Linked DNA regions of Mus musculus: regions 1 and 3 are each linked to region 2. A link is a contact called in public HiChIP or PLAC-seq data. All regions are on one chromosome and are shown on one strand. The core of a region is the stretch at or near the end of the contact, and the rest is flanking DNA. Distances in the headings are between cores, read along the strand shown. Region 1 overlaps Kcnmb2 (potassium large conductance calcium-activated channel, subfamily M, beta member 2). Region 2 holds the start of Kcnmb2 (potassium large conductance calcium-activated channel, subfamily M, beta member 2). Region 3 overlaps Gm42201 (a long non-coding RNA gene).

Region 1 (3,650 bases), core at 804-3,303, 280 kb before region 2:
CACACCATTGACCACAAGTTTAATTTTTCAGTATAACATACTCTACTCATTATTACTTACAATAATGGCTGTGTAAGTGGCTATTATTTTCCTTCTGATTAAAAGGTCATGGAGGTCAAGGTCATGCATGCCCAAGGTCACACAACTAAGTGTGGAAGAGCAAAGTCATGTTTTACCCCATGCCTCCCAAGTTATGACAGCTATTTGGGCGTGCACATCTCTTATTAATTTCTGTGCTTGCTTTGACAGACTTGGGTTCTTTATATATAAATATCCCCCTCCCCAACAGAAAACACAGCTAAACCTGCTGTACCATGACAGATCCAGAGAGTGAGTTCTGTGAATGGAGCAAGCAAGGGCCTACCTCCTGGTATGTTGAAATACTCGGAAAGGGGAAAGTCGGGGACAGAGGAAGGTGGGCGGATTCTGCAGGCACCCAGGTGGGGCGAGCCAAACTCCTACCTTTTGATTGATCTTCATGGTCTCTTCCGTGTGGTAGAGGAGGAGCCTCTCCCCGGAAGATGTCAGGTTCACGTACACCTGCAGGCAAGGGTACTGAGAGAGCTTCCAACAGTCGGGCCCACAGCTGAAGGAACAGTTAAACGTTTCTGTGATTGACACATTCAGCAGGGCACACTGGGCTTCTTCTGTCCACACGCTGCAGAGAAGGGGCAAGAATGAGCACAGGACAGGAAGCTGCTGGGCATGAGGGGTTGGCTGCACAACACAGTTACTTGGTTGCTGAACTGCCCGGGGCCTCCCCCAAAATCTATAGGTCTGTGCGAAGTTTATGACTTTGAGCATACAAGCTTTCGGCATGCCATGACAACAGACTTTGGCGCCTGAGAGCCTTCTTGGTGACATCTACTATAGAACATTCACTGATATTTTAAGAGGCTATTGTCTCCTTATTCAATTCACCGGTAAGCATAATGCATGCTTTAGTTTTAGCTTTGATTTCATGAGACTGAGTCTCACTATGTGGGCAAGAACAGCCTCAGAATTGCTCTGTAGCCTGGGCTAGCATCAAAGTGGTAATTCTGTTGCCTCAGCCTCCTGCGGGATGGAATGACCACTGTGCACCATCCACCTTGATAACCCCCACTCTCTGCATTTCTGCAAGGCATGGCTTCTTGCTCAGTCCCTTTACCCCAAACTCCACCCCAGCCTGCGTAGAAAAGTCTTTGTTAAGAGAGGGGCTGGGGAAAGGTGGCAAAAAGGCAGAGAGGCTCCAGGACTTGACAAGATAGAGGGAGAGAGCAATAAGGTCATTCTAACAGAGGAAGTAAGATAGCGGCAGCCCTTTGAAGATGTCAAGAGCAATGGCTAATTATATCCTTTCTCCCCAACTGGTGATTTACATAAATTATTTCCTTTCATCTTCTCAGCAACCCTGTATGTTGGTTATTAATCCCTTTGAGAGGTGAGTGAGTTGAGGGTCACCGAAATCAGGTGACATAGTAGTCAAGAACACACAGTTGGTAAGTGATGGACACAGAGGCTTTATCCAGTCTAATAGTTCTCTGAGGTCAGGAAACCAGCAGAAGGTAAAGCCTTCTTTCTGTGCAGACAACAGGGTCAATCAGGCTGCCCTGAGTCGAGTCAACCAGAGAGATTCCAGCTAACAAATTGCTCGAATTCTATTTTACAATAACTTTCATTTTGTGATCAGGTTGAGCATTTGTAATTAGGGAGCAACACACTAGCAATCGACGCTTTGCCTCTGAGTATAAGCTATACTGCAGTGAGCAGAAAACACGTGTTCACAAGGAGTAGCAACCCTGCCCTTTTACTGGACATGCATGGATAGCTCCTGTACTTTAAGTGTGTGCCAGACTCAGGGTGTTGGACTTAGTCATGTCTGCTGAAGCAGACTGAATTTTGTGGAACCTGGATGGTTAGAAGTTGTTTTGACAATCAGGCAGTGGGGGTGGATGTCTTAGATCATTCTAAGCAGGTTCGAGAATCTGAAAGAGGTTTTGGACTCGGCAAACCCTTGGGGCCCAAGGCACTGGCGCTTTCATTGTGGGAGAGAGTACAGCTGAAGGCCATTAGAGACAGAGAGGACCAGCCAGGATGTGAGAGAGGAGCAAATTGCTACATTTTAGCTCGACTTAGCCTCTAAAATGAAAGCATTAATTTAGCTGTAGAAACAAGTGCCACAAAGTGGTTTGCTTTTTTTCTTGGATCGAAACCTCCCACTTTCATATGAAAGGGACTTATTTCTCCAAGCCCAACTATCGGCAGACCCATGGAGCTATATAGAGCTTCAGAATTCAGTGTCTGGACAGCAGCGGGGGTGGGGGGGTGGGGGGGTGGGAGGGGCATTGTGAGGACATTTCAGATCACTTATGCAGAGGAGATGCTCTTAGGATTATCACCTAGTACCTCTCTCTGGCCCGACTTAGTAAACCCTGGGTAAACATTGAAATGAAAGGATTCAAAAGTCTGTTACTTTAAGAGGTTGCTATCAGTCTTTCTCAGGCTTCACAACACATTAGAATCACTTAGAGAGTTTCAGAATACTGAGTACTGGATCTGGCTTCAAACTGACGAATTCCAACTTCTTTTGCTTGGGCATTCGAGAGCTTCCAAGGAAGCTGGGAGATGGAGAAGTGGGGTGGTTAGAAAAGCAGTGGCAGGCAAGAACCGGGACGCTCGAGTTCCTGGGATGTGGCTTTGAAATCTCAATTGCCATGTGTTTGTGCTGTGTCCCACAGAGAGGTGTGACGTTGTGTGTGTGTGTGTGTGTGTGTGCACTTGAGTGCATAGGCGCATTTGCATAGATGTGTGCATGTTAGGTTTGTGTACATGTGTGTGTATGTGTGTGCAGGTACACTGTTATGCATTCATATGCCTGTTCATGTGTGTGCAGGAAGGAGCATGTGTATGGGTATGTGTACATGCTCATGCTAGTATGTTTCTCTATGTTTTTGTTGAGGCCAGAAGATGACCTCAGATGTCATCTACATTACGTTTTATGAGACAGGGTCTCTCCATGACCTGGGGCTCCACAGTTAGGCTAGACTTGCTGGACAGTGTGCTCTAGAGACTGTCTGTCTCCATATCTCCAGTGCCGACACTACAAGTGTATGCCACCATGTCTGGGCTTATGTGGGATGTAGGTTTGGAACTCAGGTTCTCATGACTGTACAGCAAGCTAGTTATGGAAAGCCATTTCCCAAGCCCCTGTGTCACATCCCTTAGGCACCAGTGTCCCTGCACTGATGATCTAGTCTCACTTTATGGAATAATAGAGAGAAAGGAACAAGCAGTCTCAGAAAATTGTCCAGGTCCTAACAGACAGTACACATAGCCTAAGTTGATTATTATTGTTGTTATTATTATCAGATAACATTAGAAACCACCGTGTACCAGGTGTCCCTGAAAGTTCATAGGAAAGGTGAAGAAGATGACTATAGGTTGAATGGGCAGTGGGAGAGCAGAGAAGGAGGGGGCAGTGGGCTCCCCGGGTCCATGGCATTACCTCTGCATGTAGGAGCGCAGCAGTGTGATTCCCAGCAGGAAGTACATCATGATGGAGCACACCATCATGGCCAGGCCGAGCAGGATGGCCCGGTCCTCCCCAGCCTTCAGAGCTGTCACAGTTTTCCTTTTGTCCAGGAGGTCATGGTCCCTGATTTTCTGGT
Region 2 (3,864 bases), core at 381-2,880:
TAGAGGTCTCTCAACCAAAGGAAAATGACCTCGAGTTTGTGTGTAAATGGCAGTGTGTACACAGGAGCTCAAAAAGACCAGAATCTCACTTAACCCTAATTCCAGCATTTAACTGAAAACTAACATTGTCCTCAACACTTATTTATACCGTGTTATGTGGATGGTGTAGACCAGTGGAGAATGTTACATTCTTTATAAATATGATCATTGAAGCGCTTTTGGTGTTCATTATAGCTAAATGCATGCATCGAAATGCAGAGGTTTTTCTGTTTGTTTGCTTGTTTGTTTGTTTTTGTTTGTTTGTTTGGTTTTCAAAATAGAAAGCGTTATCCTTACAGCTTTGAGTCTGTGAGGTCCACAGGGGAGAGAACGCACCCGCCACGGAGGGACACATTCACTTTGTCCCTGCCACTTCACACTGAGGGTCACAAGCAATGACAGTACTGGCACCGGGGATCAAATTGCAGAAACATTGGTTTTGGATCATTGTACTTTTGCCTCTGAAATCTCCGCGGGTGGTTCCTACCTTCCCTCTCTAGTAGAGCTGTACAGAGCCCATCTGAAGTGCAAGGAGATGTATGCAGTTCCTTGCCAGTGCTAATCATTGCCCCCTCCTCCCGGACTGTGGAACCCAACCGCTCCTCTTATCTTCAAGGAAGATTAAGCTTTCGAGCTATTCATTAACAAAATAAAAGGTCAAGTCCTTAACCTCTAAAGAATTCCCGTTTCCATCTGCAGCCCAGCAGTTGCTCAAAGGCAAGAACACGAACAGAGAGAAAGCCCCTTCTTTACTCTCAAACTCCCGGTCTGTTTTTAGCAAAGCCATTAATAGGAACAGAATGGTGTGGACCAGCCTTTCAATATGCAAGATGGACAGAGGTAACCAGATTTCTCTTATAGTAGATTATAGGGGGAAATCCATCACTATCTTCTGAAATACCCTCTGACCACCAAAACACACTGACTCCAGGAATATATATTTACCTAACAGGTTTCAAGTTCAGCACGGCTTCCTCCTCTATTTTTCTTGGCTCTCTCTGCCTCCCACCTGCCAAAGTCTTCTCTCAGTGCCCCCTCCCCAGCCTATCAGGCACCACTGGTAAGAAAAGAACTGTTTTCTCCATGACCTCTAAGCCTTCTACTCCACCGAAAGCAACGTGGAGTGCACACTCAGCAGGCTGCGATCGAGCCCGGAGCCAACCTGTCCATGAGGCTTTCCAGACATAAAACCTCACACTGCCCAGTGTGTCTTGTGTTTTGGTCAGCGTGGAGCCCCAAGTCAACCAAGCCTCTCTGTAGCACCTGGCTGCAATCCCTGACCGACCACAGGCACCCCAGCGCTGAGCCCAGCGACAACAAAAAGCTCCAAACAGCAACAGATTCCTTTGTTTTACATGCAAATCCTACCTTCAGGAGTTGTCACATCTTCCTCAAAAGCCACGCTTAATTTTTAATGACAGTGATCCCGTGTAGTCCTCCACACAGCCACCGGTCCTCATCTTTACCTTTCCTGCTGGCTGTCTTTGTGGACCATTGATGTCACACCCTCGCTAACTCATAGCTTTACTCCTCGCTCAAAATGTCTGCAAGAGTTTGGAAGGACAATAGGAGTGACAGGCACGCTAGACAGCCATGCTTAAGATTAGTTCTCCGAAGCTCTGTGGAAGCCGGTCCAGACTGTTTTTAAAAGCGTGCAGGAGGTAGGATTTATTAGCCTATGACAGGCACGCTGCTTCTGTTTTTATTAAATACTGTAATAGGCTGTCTGTTAGCATCGCTGTGATAGGTCCAGCATTTCTTCCCCACTGCTTTCGAATTTTCATACTGAAAAGGGAGCGGAGCCTGATCTGACTTCCCTCCTAGCTCTGCGGCCACCCTACCTACTAGATTAGATTTCCAAATCCTCTAACTTCGGAAGAAAGAACTCCTCCTGTAAATAAGCTCTCTCTAGGAGGGTGAACTTGGGAGTAAACACCCTTGGAATCCCCAAGTGATCCTGTTAGTCCCAGCAAGGGACTCTTGCTTTCCCAAGTTAGAAAAAGACATTATTTCCAGAGCTAGGCGAGAGGATCCTTTCACACAGGGAAAGTTGTGATGGGTAACTGAGGATGCCTTATGGCATGTACTCACCTGAAGTCTCAAATGTTGTATCAGACGGACAGCATGCATCAGAAAACAGATGAACTCATTAGGGCATGTCGGCTGCACAGTTCTTTGCTCCATGCAAAGGTCACCATTTTTCCTGCATCACTGCTCTCTCCATGGAAAGAATGGAAGGTGGGTAGAGGAGCTTGGGATGGGTGCCCTGCCTTGGTGTGGTCCTTTACACAGTAGTGACATAGAAACACTGGCCAGAGAGGAGGCTGTTCTGTGTGTGCAAACACACATCACTCTGAAAAGTGTTTTTCCGGACAGGAATGCAAAAACAAAGTTCTTGCCAGAGAATGTTTTAATGCTCCAACTACCCAGGTTTAGTCTTTTTTTTTTAACTCGGTTTTCCTTTCTCTTCTCTTGCTACCTCAGAACCATAGTTATATAGTAGTTACTATGGAAACTGAGTGGTCGGCACTAAGGGAGGGGCTTAGAGACCAGCAGATGCAATATGGACAGGAGTGTTCTATGTTGGACTATGGAACAGAAATTGAATAGTGGTAATGAACATCTTACAGCCACTGCCAGTGACCCTCTGGAAGACCATCTCAGGGGCATGATTCTAAGTTGCCACTGTTTAATTGTGGGCATTTTTGCTGTTTGGGAGTACGACATTGAGCAGACCCACATCCTCTTCCACATAATAACTGAATATCAGAATTGCTCTCATATCGGTCCAAAGATTTTGCTTTCATTCCTTTCTTTCTTTCTCATGTTCCTGGCTGCTGGTTTGAATATACCCTGATTATATTTGAATTTTAGCTGTTATTTGATTGGTTACAGTTTTTTCTTGGGAATAAAATGTGATTCAGTAGGAAAAAAAGACTCTCTTTGTATCACAAACCATAATCATACTTCATTCTGAGTGAGTGTCCTTACATCATTTCCTTAGAGCTAACCCTGGGCCTGAATATGAAGTTTGAATTTTGAAAGATAACCCTGGACCCACTGGATTGATACAACAGAAAGAAGAGTTTCTTCTTGTTTTTAGCTCCTCAAATAGAAAAGAAACTTTTTTTTCTTTTTTTTTTTTAAAAGAAGTTTTGCTCATCACTTGGTCATCTAAGAGAAACCATTTCAGAAATAGTTAAATATTCATAATTGTAAAGAGAGCAGAAGAAGTGCTGATTACTGTCATCAGTATCTTAATTTCATGGTAATTGGAGCAATTCACACAACTGTTGACACAAAACAAGGCTCTCATCTCCAAGGGAATAAGAGAATATTCGGGAATCAAATTTGATGGCCAAAGCCCAGGAAACATAGAACTACATTCCCATGGTTTCCCCTTGTCCACATGGAAGCAGTGGAAGCCGGTTTCTTAGAGTTCAAACAATGACAGCTGTAAGTCAAGGGGTTTTAAGAACACTGGTGGGTACATCAAAGAGACAGTCTCAGCAAGATGCAGGAGTCTCATCTGAGGCCTCAGACTCTATATTGCTCTGTTCTTAGCTTTTGGGTTGGTAGGAGTCAGCAGTCTGTTAAGTTGCTAAATTGCAAAGGGGTTGTATCTGTTACTCACAGGATGTTAGTTCCCAAAGAGGTGGGCAAGGAGTAGTTACTTAGAGGTCTAAAGCTAGGCCAAGATAAAGATAAAGTGTAAAGCCAGACTCTGTAACATCCTAACCTGTCGCTGTGACTGAAATTCTTAGTCCATCAGTGTTTGTGGACACAGCTTCCTTCCAGGGGCTCTTGTTCACACTCCAAGGTGTG
Region 3 (3,639 bases), core at 361-2,860, 420 kb before region 2:
CATTGATTGGGTCATTTTTTCAGTCTAGTTGACTAAGGCACGAGATAGATGTTCAAAAAGAAATATAGGTGAACTAATACGTGAATAACAATAGCCCATCTCCAACTTGCAGGTGCGCTAGTAGACAGGGTGTAACATTGGGTCTAGACCACTTACATGCATGTGGGAGGAGTAGGCAATTACTGCTTTTATCTGTCTCACTATGTTATCTGTACCATGCATATAAACACCCTCTGCTGTTGCATGTGTTGCATATATGTGAGTGTGTGGTTGTGCCATAGGAAGGCATCAGATGTCTTTTTCCTTCACTCTCTGCTTTAAGTAACCCTTAGGACAGGGTTTTACTTTCTGAACTTGAACTCCTCCTTCAATCTATGCTGGCTGACCAGTGAATCTCTGGATCTGCCTGCCTCTGACCCAGTGTTGGGGTTATAGACATGCGTTCCCGTACATAGGCGCTAGGAATTTAAACGTAGGTCCTTATGCTTTACTGAACAACACTCTTACCCACTGAGCCATCTCCCCAGTCCCTTTTAAGCTTGCTGCCTTTCTAATTAACTAATAAGCAGGATCACTTAGTAGATTCAACACATTGCGTGCTGAGAGGTTCTGTAGACTCTTGTTTTCTCCTAGTAGGCACTTGTATCAACTGGGGAATCTAGCTGGTGCGGCTGGGAGGCAGAAAGCTTTCCAGCACTTTCTTCTGATCCAAGGATGGGGTTTCAATGTTAAAGATATTTGGTTTTGGAGACGACTTAAATATGTTTTTAAAGCAAATGCAATTGGCTTTGATCTCTGTCAAGATTAACGGTCTTAAGGCATTAGGTGGAATGGCTTTATATAGTAAAGAAGATGAAAAGGCGTTAGAGTTGGTGATAGTCACAGGAAAGTGTGTTCCAGGAATAAGGAGCCCTTATGAAAACACCTCAGTGGACTCTGGGGAAGAAAGGTCATGAGAGTAACTGAGAAAAGAAGTCAACCAACTGGGCTTACAATGGAAGAACTCTGTCTTGACTGGAGCGTTAGCCCCAAGCTTCTGCTGATGGTTCAGTGGCCTCAGTTTCCCTTTTCCTTTGCATTTCCTTCCTGCCCAGACGCAACCGGCAGCAGCTGCTTGGTCCCGTACCCTTGCTTGTCTGTTTCTTGACTGCTCTGTCAGTTGCACGCTGACACGGAGGAAGTTATGGTGGGGCGGCACATGTGGCAAGGTGCTGGCGGGAGTGTGAACACGTTAGCAGTTTGGCTTCATTTTCCGAGCTTCTAGGCAGTGAGTGTGAAGACAAAGCACACAGAAAGGGAGCAACAAGGGGGAGGCACATGGTTTACACATTTGGTGAGTTCCTTCAGTAGCCCAGGGAAATCAGGCTTAGAGCCACTAGCCCAAGGTCATGTTTTCTACTTCACCGGGAAGAGAAGATTCTTTTGCAGGTCCAGAGAGCTCGCTGGTCAGCCACCCTAGAGAGGAACGGGTACTTCTTAACTGGCAAAGAGGAGCCACTCGGCATAACGGGATATTCCAGTTGCTGGAGGTCAGTAGGAATATTCTAGATGTTAAAATCCTGCTGTGTCCACATTACCTTGTGAAGCCCTGCGCAGAGCTAACGTTTGCCGCCTGCCCTGCACTGCCTGCCTACGAACAGAAGAGGGCAGCTCACCATGCACTCATTATATACGGCTTACTTGATTAGAATTCTAGAAAAGGAAACCCGCCTTTGATTAAAAAAAAAAAAAAAAAAAAGGTAATGTTTGCTTTTCTAAGTGAACTGATGGCATGATTCTGCTAATAGTTTTGAAAATTTAAATGAATAAAAATGTCGTGTCATTCTCTAGCTTCAAGGGACTTCAGAGTTCTAGTGGGGACCAGCTGTAACAAACTTGGTCGAGGCTCTTTGTACCTGCCGGTCTTCTGCTGGCTAAGATGCTGGCTCTTCAGGTCGCTACTGAGAAAAGGAAGAAAGCAGGAAGGGGGAAATAAAGGAAGACAGAAAGAGGGGAGAAGGGGAGGAAAGAGAGTGAGGGAGGGAAAGGGAGAGGGTCTGTGTGAGGGGAGTATGGAGAGACGGGGGCAGGGCAGGGTACTGAGCCAAAGGCAGAAAGGAGTTTTTCAGCTGATCTGTCTGGTCTGATGGCATTACTTACCGTCCAGGGCTACCCAGGCAGTGAGTGCTGAAGTCAGGCTTAAAGACCAGGGTTTTTAGCATGCATTTCACATTATTTGCCCTCCAAGTCTTGCTTGGTCTAAGTCTGTCTTTGGTTTACTTTTGGAACCCTTTGCCATTCTGCTAAGGCATATACGTTGCTAGTTTACATTTTTCAGTAATTTGATTTTCTATGCTTTTTTGATCTTTCACTTTAAAGATTTATTTATTATTATTCTGTATATGCGTGCCTACATATTTTTACGTGTACCATGTATGTGCAAGTCCTGAGGAGGGCCAGAACAGGCCATTGGATCTGCTGGAACTGGAGCTACAGGCAGTGCGAGCTCACACGTGGGTACTGGGAACCAAATCTGACTCCTTGGTAAGAGTAGTGAGCACTCTAACCACTGATCCCTTAATATACACTTTATTTATTGAGATTTTATTTATTTTTATTTTATCATATGGGTATTTTGTCTGTGTACCATGTGCAGACAGTACCTGCAGAGGCTAGAAGAGGGTGTCCGATCCCCTGGAATGGGACTTAGAGATAGTTGTGAGCTGCAATGTGGGTGCTGGGAATTGAACCTGGGTCCTCTGGAAGAGCAGTCAGTGCTCTGAACCACTGAGTCATTTCCCCAGCCTGATAAGTAGACACTTTAAAAGCAGGAGAACACACTTAGTTTCTTTCCCAGGTTGTCCTGAGTCTTTTCATCTAATGGGGTTTAATTCAGATATTAGAAGATGAATCTAATAAAGGCAAAGTATGTTTGAAAGCAGGCCAGGTATTGGCATGGTGACAAAAACTCTGCTTCTTGTTAGCCTCTGAACTTTCTATAATCTTCATGGTAACAGGAGCAGTGCCTCTCTAGTGGCCCTGTTTGAAACTTGGAATTGATTGTTGTAATACCTCTGTTTCCATGAGGGCATCTAGAACATCCAAGAATTATTAAATGTTCAGGAAAAGACAACCCAAATCATATTTGCTCTATGAGATGTCATTTCTGAGCCTTACTGTTCTCCCCCAAACAGTCTCAGGCAAAGAGGAGGTATGGCTGCATCATACATTGCTTGATCATTAAAAATAGAACTTACACATTAAAAATATTGCACATTTTGAGGTGATTGGTTTCATGAGGTCTTATCAGATCATTCAATATAAAGTCTAGCATTGGCCTGGGGCTCCCTGGAGACTGTGATTTAATTATTCTGAAGTTCAAAACATTGGCTACAAGGGACCAGAAGGCCCTAGCTCTTCCGGTGGGCTTAGATTTCAGTACTTGTCATGGCTGAGATCTAGGGACCTTTCTGTTCTGCTAGATAGTGTTTAAGCTGTTTCCAAAGCAGATACCATATCTGGCTGTATTCTGGCCCATGCCCATGCACTTCCTGCTCAGGGTACTTATGGGCTGGCTCTATGCATCTGAAGCTAACATCTGCCCATGTTTCCTTCTTTATTATACTATGACTGATGTTTGCACATTCCTTTGTATTAGGC

The links. HiChIP or PLAC-seq counts read pairs in DNA pulled down with a chosen protein or histone mark.
Region 1: a contact with region 2 is called in an H3K27ac HiChIP or PLAC-seq map of SST interneurons, with 2.9 times the contacts expected there. The contact joins the enhancer-like site here to the promoter of Kcnmb2 in region 2. A contact is called at or near these places in 11 of 39 promoter capture datasets (the 3T3-L1 cell line, 3T3-L1-derived adipocytes, cranial neural crest and 6 more), 4 of 484 Hi-C or Micro-C datasets (cerebellar granule neurons, cerebral cortex, embryonic stem cells and 1 more), 4 of 115 datasets of contacts at active chromatin or transcription factors (SST interneurons, VIP interneurons, embryonic forebrain and 1 more) and 2 of 9 other capture datasets (embryonic stem cells and pancreatic islet).
Region 3: an H3K27ac HiChIP or PLAC-seq map of VIP interneurons shows a contact between it and region 2, with 11 times the contacts expected there. The contact joins the enhancer-like site here to the promoter of Kcnmb2 in region 2. A contact is called at or near these places in 6 of 39 promoter capture datasets (the 3T3-L1 cell line, cranial neural crest, embryonic stem cells and 3 more), 5 of 484 Hi-C or Micro-C datasets (cerebellum, cerebral cortex, cortical neurons and 1 more), 5 of 115 datasets of contacts at active chromatin or transcription factors (SST interneurons, VIP interneurons, embryonic forebrain and 2 more) and 2 of 9 other capture datasets (embryonic stem cells and pancreatic islet).

What each region holds. Positions count from the first base shown.
Region 1 is chr3:32,178,839-32,182,488 of GRCm38.p6, reverse strand. Kcnmb2 (potassium large conductance calcium-activated channel, subfamily M, beta member 2) reads right to left here. Exons shown (of 6, transcript NM_028231.2): 4 at 3,488-3,650; 5 at 463-658. Among named protein-coding and RNA genes, the nearest start is that of Gm42201, 150 kb to the left of the region's middle. Within about 2 kb of position 2,053, at least 7 of the 459 cell types and tissues checked have an H3K27ac peak or open chromatin away from gene starts, as enhancers often do. A contact at or near this core is called in SST interneurons, where this site is marked.
Region 2 is chr3:31,900,469-31,904,332 of GRCm38.p6, reverse strand. It overlaps Kcnmb2 (potassium large conductance calcium-activated channel, subfamily M, beta member 2), which reads right to left and starts at 1,630. Exons shown (of 6, transcript NM_028231.2): 1 at 1,408-1,630. It overlaps Gm34031 (a long non-coding RNA gene), which reads left to right and starts at 2,159. Exons shown (of 3, transcript XR_389652.3): 1 at 2,159-2,277.
Region 3 is chr3:32,315,797-32,319,435 of GRCm38.p6, reverse strand. The region is part of intron 1 of Gm42201 (a long non-coding RNA gene); the gene reads left to right. Among named protein-coding and RNA genes, the nearest start is that of Gm42201, 8.7 kb to the left of the region's middle. Within about 2 kb of position 1,610, at least 8 of the 459 cell types and tissues checked have an H3K27ac peak or open chromatin away from gene starts, as enhancers often do. A contact at or near this core is called in SST interneurons and VIP interneurons, where this site is marked.